Regions from separate parts of the Mus musculus genome. Here all the other regions are linked to region 1. Evidence: chromatin contacts called from public Hi-C, HiChIP or PLAC-seq and promoter capture Hi-C data. All regions are on one chromosome and are shown on one strand. The core of a region is the stretch at or near the end of the contact, and the rest is flanking DNA. Distances in the headings are between cores, read along the strand shown. Region 1 has its middle 150 kb from the start of Gm12159. Region 2 overlaps Gm39816 (a long non-coding RNA gene). Region 3 overlaps Ebf1 (early B cell factor 1). Region 4 has its middle 100 kb from the start of Gm22284.

Region 1 (3,464 bases), core at 595-3,094:
ATGAAACTATTCCACACCCCGAGAATGGAAGCCACATGAGGGCTGGGTTACTTGTATATCTTGCACACAGAGAGTTCCTACAAAGGCGCTTATAAGCATTCCATAAATGAAGGAAGGAAGCCCAAGATGCTTGATTGAGGAGGACCACCTGTTTCTAAGCCATGGAACACAGAATGATGCCTCTTGATTTCTGTTGCCAGACCCTGAGTTCTGAGTTCAATATCCCAAAGGTGAGTTAGAGGTCTAGGTCATTGTTTAAGGAAGGGGAGCTTGCAAAAATTTAAAAAATAAAATAAAATAAACCTCCCCTCAAAACCCAAAAAGCCTTCTAACAAACAAAACAAACAACAAAAAACAACCAGAAGAAAGGAGGGACCTAAGAGCCTAGCTTTCAGAGAGGCATGTCCAAGGCCACTGAGAGATGAGGCATGCATGATCTGGCTGGAGAGCAACTCAACTCCTGCCTCCTGCCTCCTGCCTCTTGATCCACCAGAGAGAATTGTTCATAATGTGAGCCAGGCTGCTGAGGGAGTTTTTGATTTGCAATCTACTGTTCCATGTCCCTCGGGTCTTGTACAAGAGCAGCCCAGCTGTGGGCCCAGACACATCCCAGGCCTGTCAATGGATTTCCCCAGCTGCTAATCCTAGCTTTTGAGCTCCAACAGTGGAGCTGAGGGTGTGGCAGCCACACTCTGGAATTGTTCATGCTTTGTCCAGGGAGGAGAGGAGAAGAGAGAAGCCGGGGCCTGAGAAGCATCAATTCCACCAAGAGATTCTTTGTGACATCGGAGGCTAATTAGAAATGGAGAAGTGCTTGATGAAATTGTTCACAAAGCAGGGCCTGAGGAGATGGCTCAGTCAGTAAAATCATTTGATGCACAAACATGAGGGCCTGACTTCCAGTCCCCTGTGACCCATGCAAAAGCCAACCATGGCTGGGCATATCTGTAATGCTATTCTTTGGGGAGAAGGAAACAAGAGGATCCTGGGAGATCACTGGGCACATGACTTTTTGAAACAGCAAGCTTCAGGTTCAGTGGGAGACATGTCTCAAAGAAATAAGGTAAAAAGCGATAGGATAGCAAGCTTCCTTCTCTGGCCTCCATATCCACACATACTCATACACTCATGCATTAACACATGTATGCTACACTTACATGTACACATACATACATACACACACACATACATACACATACGTACACAAGAAGAGTTTTCACACTAAGGGCATACAACTGAACACAAGAGTTCAGCAGAGGATTTTATGGTTTGGGAGATTATTATTTTTCATTGATAATATTGATCACCTTCAGCCCACACAGATTTAATTGTCTTGTCAATACACCCTCATTAATATTCTCTTTAGGGGCTTCATGGTAATATGCACATTCCTTTCCATAAATGTGTTTATGATTAATTCTAAAGAAAGAGAGGTTCTGAGAAACAATGCATTTGGGTACAAGGCTATTCTCTCTGGCCTCTACTTATCAGCCTCACTATTTATTAAAATGATAACTTGTGGGCAGAAAACCAAGCTGAGGTCTTTGGGGAGAATGGACAACTTGGGTCGTGAGGAAAGAGAAACAAGGAAAGTTAAGCCAGCAAATAGTATTTCTTGAGACCACATGGAGAAAAAGCACAAAATGGAAAGGGGGGGGGGAGGGTGTCTGTATCATGTCCAAATTTCAGTCATTGCCAAAGTTTGCAAAATATCTTTTCATTTAGAAGTGCTATGATTTAATGGCAAAGGAGGACATTTTGTTGGAACGCCCAGCGTAACAAACACTTTTCTCTCCACTTAACAGTGTTCCCCTGGCTTCGTCTCATGGAGAAAATAATAATTTGGATGTTTTGAATTATAGCAGTAATACTAAAGGCACTCTGGGCCCACCCAAATTCCCAGCACCGAACATGGCATCGGAGCACTGGAGAATGAAGCGGGGCTGTATGAAACAGCAAGCAATGGTTGGTTTGGGGACAGGGATCATAGTTGACTGTGGGCAAAGTTCTCTGCAGCCTCGCATTCTGAGCCCAGGGCTGGGGCGAGAGAAGGCTCTCCTAGCTGACAAGAGTCCTGGGGCTCTGGACTATGAACAAGTTCTGGAGAGAACGTGAGCCTGCGCATCTGGAGGTGCTGGATCCCCTCCGAGCTCTGCCACTAATGAGCCTCGTGACCTTGAGTAAATCTGCTATCTTCTGTGGCCTCTCTCTCTCTCTCTCTCTCCCTCATCCCTGCAATCACTGACACTTAGAACTGCAGAGACCCCGAGAGATCAAATGGGTGTGCGTTTCCCCTGACTGTGTTCAATCACATTCACCTTCCCTATGTTCCGCTTTTATTACCCTTCCCTTTCATAAGTCTAGCTGCCAAAAGAAAGAGTATGTAGAAACAATACGTAGAAGCTGAACGGTGATCATAAAATAAATGCAACTGAAACAAAACCTTCTTACTGAACAGGAGCCAGAGAAATGTTGGCTGCCTGGGAAGACGATAGATGCGAAAACCAAACTAGTGAGACTCGCTGAGATCTGAGCCAGTGCCAGGTCTTCTATGCAGTGCTGATTGCCACTGCTCTAGGAAGAAGCCCCCACCATCTTCCTCACTTTGGAGAGCAACTGACTGAGAGGCCGGAACATTAACTGGGATGGTTCCTGACTTTAAAAAAAGATATTTAAAGTTTGTATTGTACAGGCCAGCATGAATCTAAGACACTGTTTTTCACATAATCAGAAAGATTAAAGAAGACTTTAAAAAAATAAGAATAACACTGTTGTTACAAAGAATGTCTCATCTGATGCCATGAGTTTCTTCCACCCACCAGCATCGCCCAGTGTTCCTTAGAGTTATAGCCGAGAAGAACCATCGATCTTTGAAGAGGTGGAAAGTACACTGTTGGCCTCTGTGGTATTCAGCCCACCACGCACTTCCTCTGAGAGTTTTACTGTTTTCTCTTGTCTGCCGGAGCAATGCCTGCTGGAATTGTGAGCATTACCTCCGCATAAGCCATCCCAGGTCTCCCTCCTCGTGCCAGGGGCCAGAGGTCACCCTCTCCTAGGTACCTCATTCCTGTGGACACTTCAGGTCCAGGACTCTTATATGAGATGGCGCTACCTTTAGTCATAACCGACTTCTTGGCACAACATGTAAAACCTTTTCTAAGTGTCCCATAAATTAACACAAGATTTAAGCATACTATGAAGGAAGAGACTGTTTCTGAAGCAATGAGTTGAGGCTAGAGAAATGGGGCAGAAGAAGCAGAGCTGGTCACGAAATCATGAAGACCTGGGCTCCTATCTCCACAACCCATACAGAGCTAGATGCCATAGGGCAGCATGCGCCTGTAATCATACCATTCCTATGGGAAAATGGGGCCAAGGATCCTAGAAGTCCATGGGCCAACTAGCCTGATGTACAGTGGTGAACAGGAGACCCTGTCTCAAACAAGGCGAAGAAAGAGGACAGA
Region 2 (3,464 bases), core at 539-3,038, 410 kb after region 1:
TGGGAGGCAGAGACAGGCAGATTTCTGAGTTTGAGGCCAGCCTGGTCTACAGAGTGAGTTCTAGGACAGCCAAAGAGCTATACAGAGAAACCCTGTCTCGAAAAACCAAAAAAGAAAAAAGAAAAGAGAAGAGAAGAGAAGAGAAGAGAAGAGAAGAGAAGAGAAGAGAAGAGAAGAGAAGAGAGACGGACAGAACACCTGGGACTTGCCTTTCCACCGTGTATCCAAGCTGCAATTTCAGAGTTACTTTGTAGCAGGTGGGCATCTGGTGAATATTTGCTAATGAATGAATTCTACTACACCCCTACACACTAAGTTTCAGTTTCATACTGACATTATCTATTTTTTTTTCTCCGAAAGCATCTGTTTTCCTAGCTTGGGTTCTATTGTTGTGCTAAGCACCATGACCACAAGCAATCAGCAAAGGGTTTATTTCTGCTTATGGATCCCAGGCCGTAGTCCACTGAAGACAGCCATGGCAAGAACTCAAGAGAGGAATGTAAAGACAGCAACTGAAGCAAAAGCCACGGAAGAACATTGCCTACTTGCTTGCTCTCCACAACTTGCTAGACCTGCTTTCTTATACAGCCCAGGACCATGAGTCCAGGGGTGTCGTCAGCCACAATGAGCTGGGCCCTCTCATGCCAATCAGGAATCAAGAAAATGTTCTATAGAGACTTGCCGTAGTCAATCTAATAAGACCTTTTTGTGTCTAGTTAACAACAACAACAAAAGCCAACCAGGATATCAATGAGGCCCAACAACAACTGTCTCTGAAATCTGCTTTCTGGGCTGGAGAGACGGATCATCATTTAAAGGGCATGACTCGCAAAAGGTCCCAGATCAGCTCTCAGCACCCAGGTCAGGTGACTCACAAGCACCTGCAACTGCAGCACCTAGGGACCTGAGATCACTAGCCTCTTCAGGAATCTGTACTCACATGTAGTGCGCACGAGCACACATACACACACAATTTAATTAAAAATAAAATATTATTTTTAAATCTACCTTCTAGCAACACACACACACACACACACACACACACACACACCAAAACTAGGACAATGAGCCCAAAACCAATGTAAGATTACTTCCAAGAAAACCAACTGTTCCCCGGTTGCACATTGGCTGTGGATGTTGCTGTTTCTCTCCCCTTTACTCTCTATTCAGGAAGCTATTTCAGGTGACACCATTATCATCTATGGAATTCAATAAAGCGACCTGCTCCCCCCTCCTGCCCCACCTTTACTTTCTACAATCCATCTTACAGCGGGAGACCATTATCCACTCAAACAACGTTCAGTTTCATCTGCATTACCACTTCAAGAAAACGCGCAAAGGACTCACACAAATGGGCGTGTAGTAAATTTAGTCTGTTAATAGGTTCATTCTTTATTAGGTATTTATTTCGGGAGGCGAAGTCCTAATTAGATCAAGTGGAAGCACTAAAAAGCTGTGGGAACCCACAGAGATTCTAGAATTCGATGGATTTGGTGTAGGTCTCGGGTTTTCTTTTTATTTTCTTTCTTCAGTTGGCTGGAGAAATGCACGCAGCAATTTCAGGCCCTCAGATGAGAGTTGGAAGTGAAAAAAACAAAAAAACAAAAAAACAACAAAAAAAAATACGTAAGGACCATTTGTGTGAAGAAATAGCATTTGTCTTTCTTCTAAAGTTATCGTGGGCCTGGAATCCAGGGGAAAGTAGCTCCGGAGCCAAGGGTGAGCGCAATTTACTGCGGCAGAGGAATCTAACAAAGGCGGTGGTCTAGATGTTTGGCCTGAAGGCACAATTCAATTTTCAGCTGTTGCAAAGCTATTATGTCAAAGGCTGTTTGCATAAACATAATGTTGTTGCCTGGGTAATATCAGCCAGGCAGGAGTGGAAACATCTGCCCTCTACTGCCCAAAGTAGGAATAGCAGCCTGACTCCCTCACCACCTCAAATTGCTGATATATATTAAGTATATAGACACATAGCCCCGAAATGGCGGACCATCGCCGGAACTTTCTGAAATTTTTCCCCTGCTGGCTTTCAAACCGGAAATGGTTATTTGGTTTTGTTTCAGTGGACTGAGGATGTGAGGAGCTGGATGACGATGTGGGAATCTGTAAGAAAGCCATTTCCTTTCTGAGAGTTTGTAAAAACAATCCCCTCACGCTCTCATCTGCCCACCCACACATACACATATGTGTTTTTTTATCATCACATTGATATTTAATATGTTTCTACTGTAGGAAGGAAAAATAGGCAGTGACTCACAGAGGGGAAAAAAATCAATACATTTCAGTCAGAATAGGCTAGAAATATCACCATTTAAAAAGAAGTTTAATGTTTATGAGAGCCAGAGTGGAACAGGATGTCTTCTCAGTTTCACACAGAAATGTCCGTGTTTCCTCGGGCTTCGCCTCTCTTTGTCCTCTTCTGGGGGTGAGGATTGGGGGGCGGGAACCTTGGCTAAGTGGCGCAGTCAACATTTTACACTCTTAGAGAAGAGTGTGTAATGCTTGGATGTTCGTCCCAAACACAGATGGGGCTTGGTGAGACATGACAAGGCCACTCTGGTCAAGGGTTTTCAGATGGGATGCTGCTGGAGGAGTGGGGCCCCAGACCAAGAGGAAGGGCAAGGGCAAGCAGGAGGAAGAGGTGTTGAGAGAACACTCGTGTGAAGCCAGCACGTCACATCGGTCCAGAAACAGGTGTGGAGGAGAGCACACAGCCAGTGACATTAATCCCAATTGCCAAGAGCCAATCCCCAGGTGGACCCTAACTTCTTTATCCTGAGGTGTGTCTAAAGGCTTTATCCCCAAATGTCCAAAGTTGGCTCACTATTGGACACAAGTTATACCCTGGTATCTAGTAAGGTCATTGCATAAAAACTGAACAGCTGGGGCTAGGGAAGTAGAGTCAGTCAGTAAAGTACTTACCGTGCAAACATGAAGACCTGAGGTCAGATCTCCAGAACCCATATGAAAACCTGGGTACAGCAGCCCATACCTGTAACCCAAGCAGTGCACTCAGTGAGATTCAGGTTCAAGGTAAGAACCTGTCCCAAAAATAAGGTGGAGAACAATTGAAGAAAACATGCACACACATGCACAAATACACACAGAGAGAGAGACAGACACATTACAAATAGAATATTATGTTTACCCTGTAAATAGAAGTAGAATATACATTCTGCCTGGAGTGTGCAGGCAGAATTTACAACATAATGGATTCATGGGTCAGTGAAAGAGATCATTGTCCATCAGATAAGGCAGTCCAGCTAACTCAAAAACAGATTCCTTTCAAATGTTAGGGGCTGGAGAGGTTCACATTAGGCAGAGGTCATATACTTTTTATGTTTTACAAGCAGAGGAAGAGTTAAGCGTCACTCAACAATGTATGACTTGCCAGTGATGGCTTGGATCCTTAGCAGATAACACGTTTACGTTCCGTGACAAAGCAAGTTTGGGTTCAAATC
Region 3 (3,464 bases), core at 310-2,809, 350 kb before region 1:
GCCATCTTTTGGTTTTGATGGGGCAAAATAACTCATCAGTCAAGTTCAAAGCCATTTTGTCAGGGCTTGGTTTGGATAGGATCAGAGCTCAATAGTGTAAGATCTATGAAAAGAGCTCTAGGAAAATGCACTTTAAGTAGCTGGCATTCTTTGAGCCCCTACTTCCAGCCAGGCAGCATGTCAGGTGTTTGTGATGGCTGTCATGCAAGCCTGGGGATGGCTGTTCTCTTTCAGGGACAGGAGCTGGAGCTTAGGGAACAGCTAGTAAGTTGGCCTGCTACTAAGTTTTTCAGTGCTAAGGAAGGGAATTCTCAGGTTCACACAGAAACTCTCAGGTTTACTTGTGGAGGTCAACCTCACAACGATTTTTGCTTTAACCTGGACCATGGTCCTCATCTGAAGATCTTATCTTCCAAGAGTTGTGTCCCCCCCACCCCTTGCCAGCACTGCTTTGTGTTGAGGGTGTCCCTATCAGTACTGTAACCTTTGCCAGTCTTATAGAAGTGACATGTACACTCAAAGATGTAAGAGGGAGATTCTTTGCTTTCTAGATGTGTGTGCTCTGTTTGGAGTCATTAACTTCTATGGAGAATTTATCCTTTTCAAAGCAAAGACCCATGCTGTAGCCAAGGAGTAAGACAACTAACCAGCTTTGGCTTCTTCCCTTGAAATGGGTCCCTGCTTATCCAATGTCTTAATTCCTAACCATATGATTGATGGGCATGCTATCCGTAAAATCCAGTTCATATCATCTGAAGTAGATTTTTTAAAAAATCTTTTTCTCCATTTCCCTGGCTCAATAGCCTGGATGGAGAACCGAGGCAGGTGAGCCAGGACAAGCAGATAGTGATGTAGATTAGCAGTTGATGCTATTATGCACAGTCTTTTTTTAGCTGAAGAATTTAAAAAAAAAGAAGGAAGGAAAGAAAGAAAGAGGCAGAGAAAATAGGACCAGAGTAATTTACCCTCACAGTACTCTCCCCCCCAACCACATCATCTTTTGCAAATGAGTAGTTTAGCTTGGCTCCCTGCTGTCCCTTGAGGGTTGGGAGAGAGAGAGAGAGAGAGAGAGAGAGAGGTGGCACTCTGTGGGTGCCTCCCGTGTGCCACACAGGACTCTCCTGATTACATTTTCCATCCTTTTGTTCTTTTCTTTTTTATTGTTTCTTGCCCTTTTCCCTGTCCTCCCTTTCACGCGATTATTTTACTGGTATTCTTAAGATCTTCTTCCCTACTCCCAATTACTTAGAAGAAAATGCATTGTAGTGTTTTATGTCTAAATTGAGGAAAACCACCAGGGTTGATGAGAGCTAATGTTGAATATGGGGGTGAGTCTTTTTTTTTAACTTGACCAGAAATGGGCTTGATGCTTTTACTTTACCACTCACAGGGCTGTGGAGCAGGGAGGGGCCTGTGCTACTGTTCTCTACAGATCACCATCTTTTCAGTATCTCTTCTGAATTCCTTCAATTCTGAAACAATGAGTAGCAGTTGGCTTGCCTGCCGGTTGTCTTAACACTGGGAGAGGTACCACAGGCAATTAAAGTCAGGCTTTGTGGGATCTGGTGTTTTACTTGGAAAGACAACTTGCTCCCATGAAACAAATTAGAGAGTTGCATAACATTTATATAATCTAGTATTAAATTTGTGGCTTACAATTCATGGCAAGGTTCTAGAAGACAGAGGGGACAGAGGCATAAGAAGGAGATGGTTCGAAAACTAATCAAGTCCCAGTTATATTTGGATGGTTCTGTGGTGGATATTTTAGGCTGTCACGATCCTTTTATTCAATCACAGAAATAACAAGGAGGAGGCACTCTAAGGTACTTAATTGGCCTATTTTGTTTGTTTGTTTTGTTTTGAGTGTAACCTTAGGATTGGTGGGCAGTGGTGAGGGTGGGGGTTGGGAGTTGGGGTGGGGCATACTATATTCCAAGCAATAGTGTAGATTTATAGGGGTTAATCTTGGGCAAAAAGAGTCAAAACTGGGCAGTAACTCTTGTCTTATTGCTTAGAAAACAGGGATTTATTCAGTGTTGGTGACTGGGCTTCAGTTTCCCCATTGGGAAAGGAAGATTCTACACTGCATCTTTTTAAAAGCCAGTTGTAGCACGATTCCTTTTCTCTTGAGCATTCTCCCCAGAACAACGCCACTAGAGCCAAAAGTGGACAGAGTCACAGGCAGGAGAAACTTTTCTCTTCTCTTCTCTTCTCTTCTCTTCTCTTCTCTTCTCTTCTCTTCTCTTCTCTTCTCTTCTCTTCTCTTCTCTTCTCTTCTCTTCTCTTCTCTTCTCTTCTCTCCTCTCCTCTCCTCTCCTCTCCTCTCCTCTCCTCTCCTCTCCTCTTCTCTTCTTTTCTTTTCTTCCCTTCCAACCACACCCAGCAGTACACATACGCCATGCCCATTTGCAAACTAATTCTTAGAACATCATAGAAACAGTTTAATTAGCTCCAACATTGAATCTTCCTATTGATGCATATCCAGTTAGTTCCTTCTCTCTCTCTCTCTCTCTCTCTCTCTCTCTCTCTCTCTCTCTCTCTCTCTCCTCAGTCTCTAGTATTTGCACCAAACAAGAAGTATATACCAAGGTATCTTCCAAAATCTTCCAGGTAGCTACCTGGAATGCCAGCTTCTACAGATATTAATAGATGCCCCATGCCAGATGAGAGAATGAAACTCTTTTGACCCCATTAACATTAGTCAATATTAAGTGAAGCATTCAACTTATCCGTGGATAACTGTTGAGACCCCATCAAACCCGGAGTCCTTAGTATGTCAACAGGTCTCAAGCTTCTGTAACTACAGAGCCATTCTCCTTAGTGATCACCTTACAGGAGAGATATTATCTATGGGTGACATGCATTTTGATTTTATGATAATGAAGTCAAGTTAGGAAATTCAATGGTGAGAGTGATGAGGGATGGAGAGACGTGAGAAAAATCGCCTGAAATATTTGCAGAGTATTATCCAGATTAGACCTGGAATGCTCTGGGCCATAGTTCTTTAATGCTACAAGGCTTTGAACAGACTTTCTCTCATACGCTGCATCTGGTTTTAGTCAGTGTGCACTTGGTGTTAGACGCCATGTGATTTTGTAGGACAGCTCTACTTAAAGATTGGTGATACCCTCGGCTCAGAATGGAGAAGCCAACACTCCAGAGCTATATGAACCAATTAGCCTCACACATGGGGTACATGCTCTTCTCGTCAGCCAGAGCAAGGGTATTGTTTGAACCTAGTCCCTGGAGATGAAGTCAGAGGAGGCTGCCAGTGGGGAGAGGGGGACTTTGGGTGGATGGAGTTAGGTAAATGTCAGTTTGCAGGGTCTGGGAAGCAATTCTGCAACTTGAAACCCCAACCTGGAAATGGAGGGTTTAATAGCACTGTAATGCTTTTTATCTGTCCGCACTGTCTGCTCTCCTCTACATGCAAAGCAGAGAGGAATGGCTATCATGAAAACAGA
Region 4 (3,464 bases), core at 323-2,822, 270 kb after region 1:
TCCCATTTCATGGATGAAGAAACTGAGTCCATTCAAGATAAACCAGTCCATCCAAGAGCTCATTGTCAATTTGTGACAGGCTCTTCAGTATGGGGTAAAGCATTCTCATCCTTTATATCTATTCAGAATTCTAGACAGAGGATGGAAGGGGACTTCCAAAAGCTCTAGTGTCTGGGAACCACAAAGCTCTGATACCTAAAGGGGCAAAGCTAGATTCCTGAGTCGAGAGAGAGCTTTATTGAGCTGTGGCTGTAGTATAGAGAAACCCTTCCCTTTAGTAGAGAAAGCCACCAGCCCACCTACAACCTGGCAGGGGAGGAGGGGACCACGCACTCTCCTCAAGCTCACTCGCGCACAGTGCCTCCCATCCTCTGAATGCACCAAGAGGCAGGAAGGAAGGGGTTCCCATACTGACATTTCCAAGGTCCCAGAACACGACAGAAGGAGGAGAAAGGGATACAGAGGCAGGAGGCACACCACTCTGATATTCAGGGATGCTCTCTGCATCTCCCACCATGAGAAATCTAAGCTCTTAACAAACACTTCATGAAAGCTAATGCTGGACCAGGAAAACTTAACACTGAGAAACTCAGAGCTTCTTCCAGCAGAGAAAAGGATCTCTTCATCCCCATAGCAGACAGGCCTCCTGTCCTAATGTGGTCAGCCCTCCCCTGTATAGTGAGAAGAAGCCCTGTTCTAGCCACCTGGAGAACCACAGCTTCTCTTGAGACTTTTTGGCTCCAGAAGACAAGTCAGTGCTGGTCTTTTCAGGAATGGAGGCTGGTGTTTCCTAGTTCTTAGTAGTAAATGCCACGTTCTAAATAAAGACAATCCCAGATGAAAATGATTTAAACATCCCAGTAAGATACATCCCTCTTCTGTATACCCTTGATGTATACACATACACACATGTGCATGTGCACACACATACACATTTACACACATACACTTAGATACATGTATGCATATGCATATCTACATAGACACATTCATACTTGCATGCACACACACACACACACACACACACACACACACACACACACACACACTTACCATATATGCACACATGCTCATCCATTCTCACTTAGGAATGAGGTTTCTGGAATGCAGAAAACCTGCTTTCCAGGTTTGCCTAAAGTTTCACCCTCAACTTCCACAGATCGCCCAAACCCCCAGCTGATTTGCTCATATTTCCTCGTTTAAATCAACAGTCTGATTTTATCAACAATGCTCTGCGGAGGTTTATTTCTTCAAACAGACTGTGCTCCTCGTTGCTATAAAGTTAATTTTCTGTTCTTTGTTCACTTCCCTAATCTTCAAATTATATCCTCCTGTTCCCTGATTGCTTACTATTGGAAAAACAGCCCTTTTTTTGCTTCCAGTTTGAATATTTCAAGCCTTATCTTGATGACCCTAATCGCTCTCTCCCCTCGATGGCCTCTCAGGGAGGCAGTAAGTAACTAGCAAGGGTGTGGAACATCACAGGAACAGACAGGGCTCTGGGGCCAGGGCCAGGCTTCTGTGAGGACCACATTCTGCTTTCCCCCTTTCCTGTTTCTTGGAGTGTGGGAAGAGGCTGGCTTTGCTGCAGAGAGGATTAGAAATTCTGGGATCTGCTCCATGCTCTCAGAGAGTCTTAGTGGGAAGACAGAACTGAAGCTTGCAGAATCATGGACAAACGCTTCCGAGGTGGAACGACCTCTGCCTACGCTGCAGAAGAGATTTGATTTGATGATGCTGTTGAGAAACGGCCTAAGGAGGCCAGGCGGAGGAAACTTGACACTTGAGACTCAAAAACTCTGGGAATAGGGAAGGAGCAAAATGGAATCAGTCTTCAAACTTTTGAGATTCTTAAAGAAGAGAGGAGGAGACCCAGCTGTAACAAATGCTCAAGAGAAGTCAATCTGTTTGTGACCACATGGGGGGAAAGGAACTGAAGAAAAAAATAAAGAAATTGGTTTTGTGTGTGAGTTATTTATTTTGGTTTGGGTTGGGATGGGTTGGGAGAGAGGGAAGCTTTGATGTTGTTATTGTTGTTGTTGTTGTTGTTGTTGTTGTTGTTGTTGTTGTTTTAATTCTTTTTTTAAAAAATCCTAACCAAGATTATAGTGAGAGAAGTTTGGTCCCAAGATCAGACACCTAAGTTCTAATAACTTCAAGACTGATACACTACTAATGATGGCAAGACCAATAGATGTTCCCCGCACAAACAAACCATTGTTTCCTGATAGAATTTTCCATGTTTAATAATAATAAAGGCTGTGATTGTGTTTGCCAGACACTGTTCAAATACGTCCCCTGCACCTCTGCATTTAACCTTTAAAGTATTATTGTCCCAGTTTCACAGATGAGAAAGCTGAGACCCAGAGCCTGGTCATTTGGTGAGGGTCACAGGTAGCTAGGATTCCAGTGAGATCTATTTGTGCCCTAAGCTCACATTCAAACAGTTATTTCTGAAATGAATGTGTGGCTCACAACTGACGCATCATTCAGCATCCCGGCCTTGCCCTAGGTTTAATCATCACTGCGACTTCCTGTGAGGTGCTGTATTCCATCTACTCAGAATCTCCCTCCCGGCCTTATCTCTAGAACACAGTTTTCCAAGGTCCTTAGGCCATGCCAGGGCATGGCAACTCTTTGTTTAAAGTGTGTGTGTGTGTGGAGGGGGATCATAAACATTTTAGATGCCGCAGATTATATGTCTCTGTTCCGTATTTTTATTTGGTTTTGGCTTTTTCAATACTTTTAAAGATATACAATGTGTTGGCTTTGTTTCCTGCCCCTGGCCTCAAACCCTCAGAGTCAAGTTTGAAATGCCCGTCTCTCCCTATCTAGCCATCCAATCACCAAGCACTCAGATGCCTTTCATAATACCCTTGATATTTTTCATAGTGATTCGACTCCCCCGTCCTTGCCTCTTTTCTCATAGCCCCCCCCCACACACACACACACATACACACACACACACACACACACTTCCCAAACAGCCCACAGGCCACCATGTAATTCATTATCCTCACAGAACACTTTGTACAAAGCATTCCCTTGCTCAAACATCTTCACATCTAAGCCCCTTCCTCTGCACTCATGGGCAGATCCCCCAGAACACACACACTGTTGTCTGGTCCTCATTATCATACGTAGCAGGCCAGCCAACACTGAGTGGGCATGAATAGGAACCGTCGCCCTGTTAAGCGCATACATCAGCTCACTGAGCCTCTCAGCATCACCACAGATAGCTGTGATGATCAACGAGGGGTGCAGGTGAGGTGCTATTCATGTGTATGTGGGGAAGGGGGTACATGTCGGGAACAGAGAACATGTAGGCCAGAAGTCAACCTCAGGGGATGTTTCTCAGGAGCCATCCACCTTGGGTTTGGGGATAAGATCTCTTGGCTTGGTACAGAGAGCAAGGTGGGCTGGCTAACCAGTGATTCCCAAGAATCTGCCAGTCTCTACCTCCC

Evidence for each region. A called contact is a pair of places that touch in the nucleus more often than the background predicts. HiChIP or PLAC-seq counts read pairs in DNA pulled down with a chosen protein or histone mark. Capture Hi-C pulls out chosen DNA fragments and counts their contacts.
Region 2: an H3K27ac HiChIP or PLAC-seq map of heart atrium shows a contact between it and region 1, with 9 times the contacts expected there. The contact joins two enhancer-like sites. A contact is called at or near these places in 1 of 484 Hi-C or Micro-C datasets (uterus) and 2 of 115 datasets of contacts at active chromatin or transcription factors (fibro-adipogenic progenitors and heart atrium).
Region 3: a promoter capture Hi-C map of adipose tissue shows a contact between it and region 1, with 5 times the contacts expected there. The contact joins two enhancer-like sites. A contact is called at or near these places in 1 of 115 datasets of contacts at active chromatin or transcription factors (heart atrium) and 1 of 9 other capture datasets (adipose tissue).
Region 4: a Hi-C map of uterus shows a contact between it and region 1, with 9 times the contacts expected there. The contact joins two enhancer-like sites. A contact is called at or near these places in 1 of 39 promoter capture datasets (the 3T3-L1 cell line), 3 of 15 datasets of contacts at CTCF or cohesin (large pre-B cells, pro-B cells and stem cell-derived epiblast-like cells), 23 of 484 Hi-C or Micro-C datasets (the C10 cell line, the C2C12 cell line, CD4 T cells and 11 more) and 3 of 115 datasets of contacts at active chromatin or transcription factors (fibro-adipogenic progenitors, heart atrium and large pre-B cells).

The regions. Positions count from the first base shown.
Region 1 is chr11:45,263,572-45,267,035 of GRCm38.p6, forward strand. No RefSeq gene overlaps it. Among named protein-coding and RNA genes, the nearest start is that of Gm12159, 150 kb to the left of the region's middle. Within about 2 kb of position 1,845, at least 33 of the 459 cell types and tissues checked have an H3K27ac peak or open chromatin away from gene starts, as enhancers often do. A contact at or near this core is called in adipose tissue, fibro-adipogenic progenitors, heart atrium and 1 more, where this site is marked.
Region 2 is chr11:45,676,988-45,680,451 of GRCm38.p6, forward strand. The region is part of intron 3 of Gm39816 (a long non-coding RNA gene); the gene reads right to left. Among named protein-coding and RNA genes, the nearest start is that of Gm35282, 25 kb to the right of the region's middle. Within about 2 kb of position 1,789, at least 46 of the 459 cell types and tissues checked have an H3K27ac peak or open chromatin away from gene starts, as enhancers often do. A contact at or near this core is called in fibro-adipogenic progenitors, heart atrium and uterus, where this site is marked.
Region 3 is chr11:44,910,457-44,913,920 of GRCm38.p6, forward strand. All of the region lies in intron 9 of Ebf1 (early B cell factor 1), which reads left to right. Among named protein-coding and RNA genes, the nearest start is that of Gm51859, 180 kb to the right of the region's middle. Within about 2 kb of position 1,560, at least 12 of the 459 cell types and tissues checked have an H3K27ac peak or open chromatin away from gene starts, as enhancers often do. A contact at or near this core is called in adipose tissue, where this site is marked.
Region 4 is chr11:45,534,154-45,537,617 of GRCm38.p6, forward strand. No RefSeq gene overlaps it. Among named protein-coding and RNA genes, the nearest start is that of Gm22284, 100 kb to the right of the region's middle. Within about 2 kb of position 1,573, at least 16 of the 459 cell types and tissues checked have an H3K27ac peak or open chromatin away from gene starts, as enhancers often do. A contact at or near this core is called in heart atrium and uterus, where this site is marked.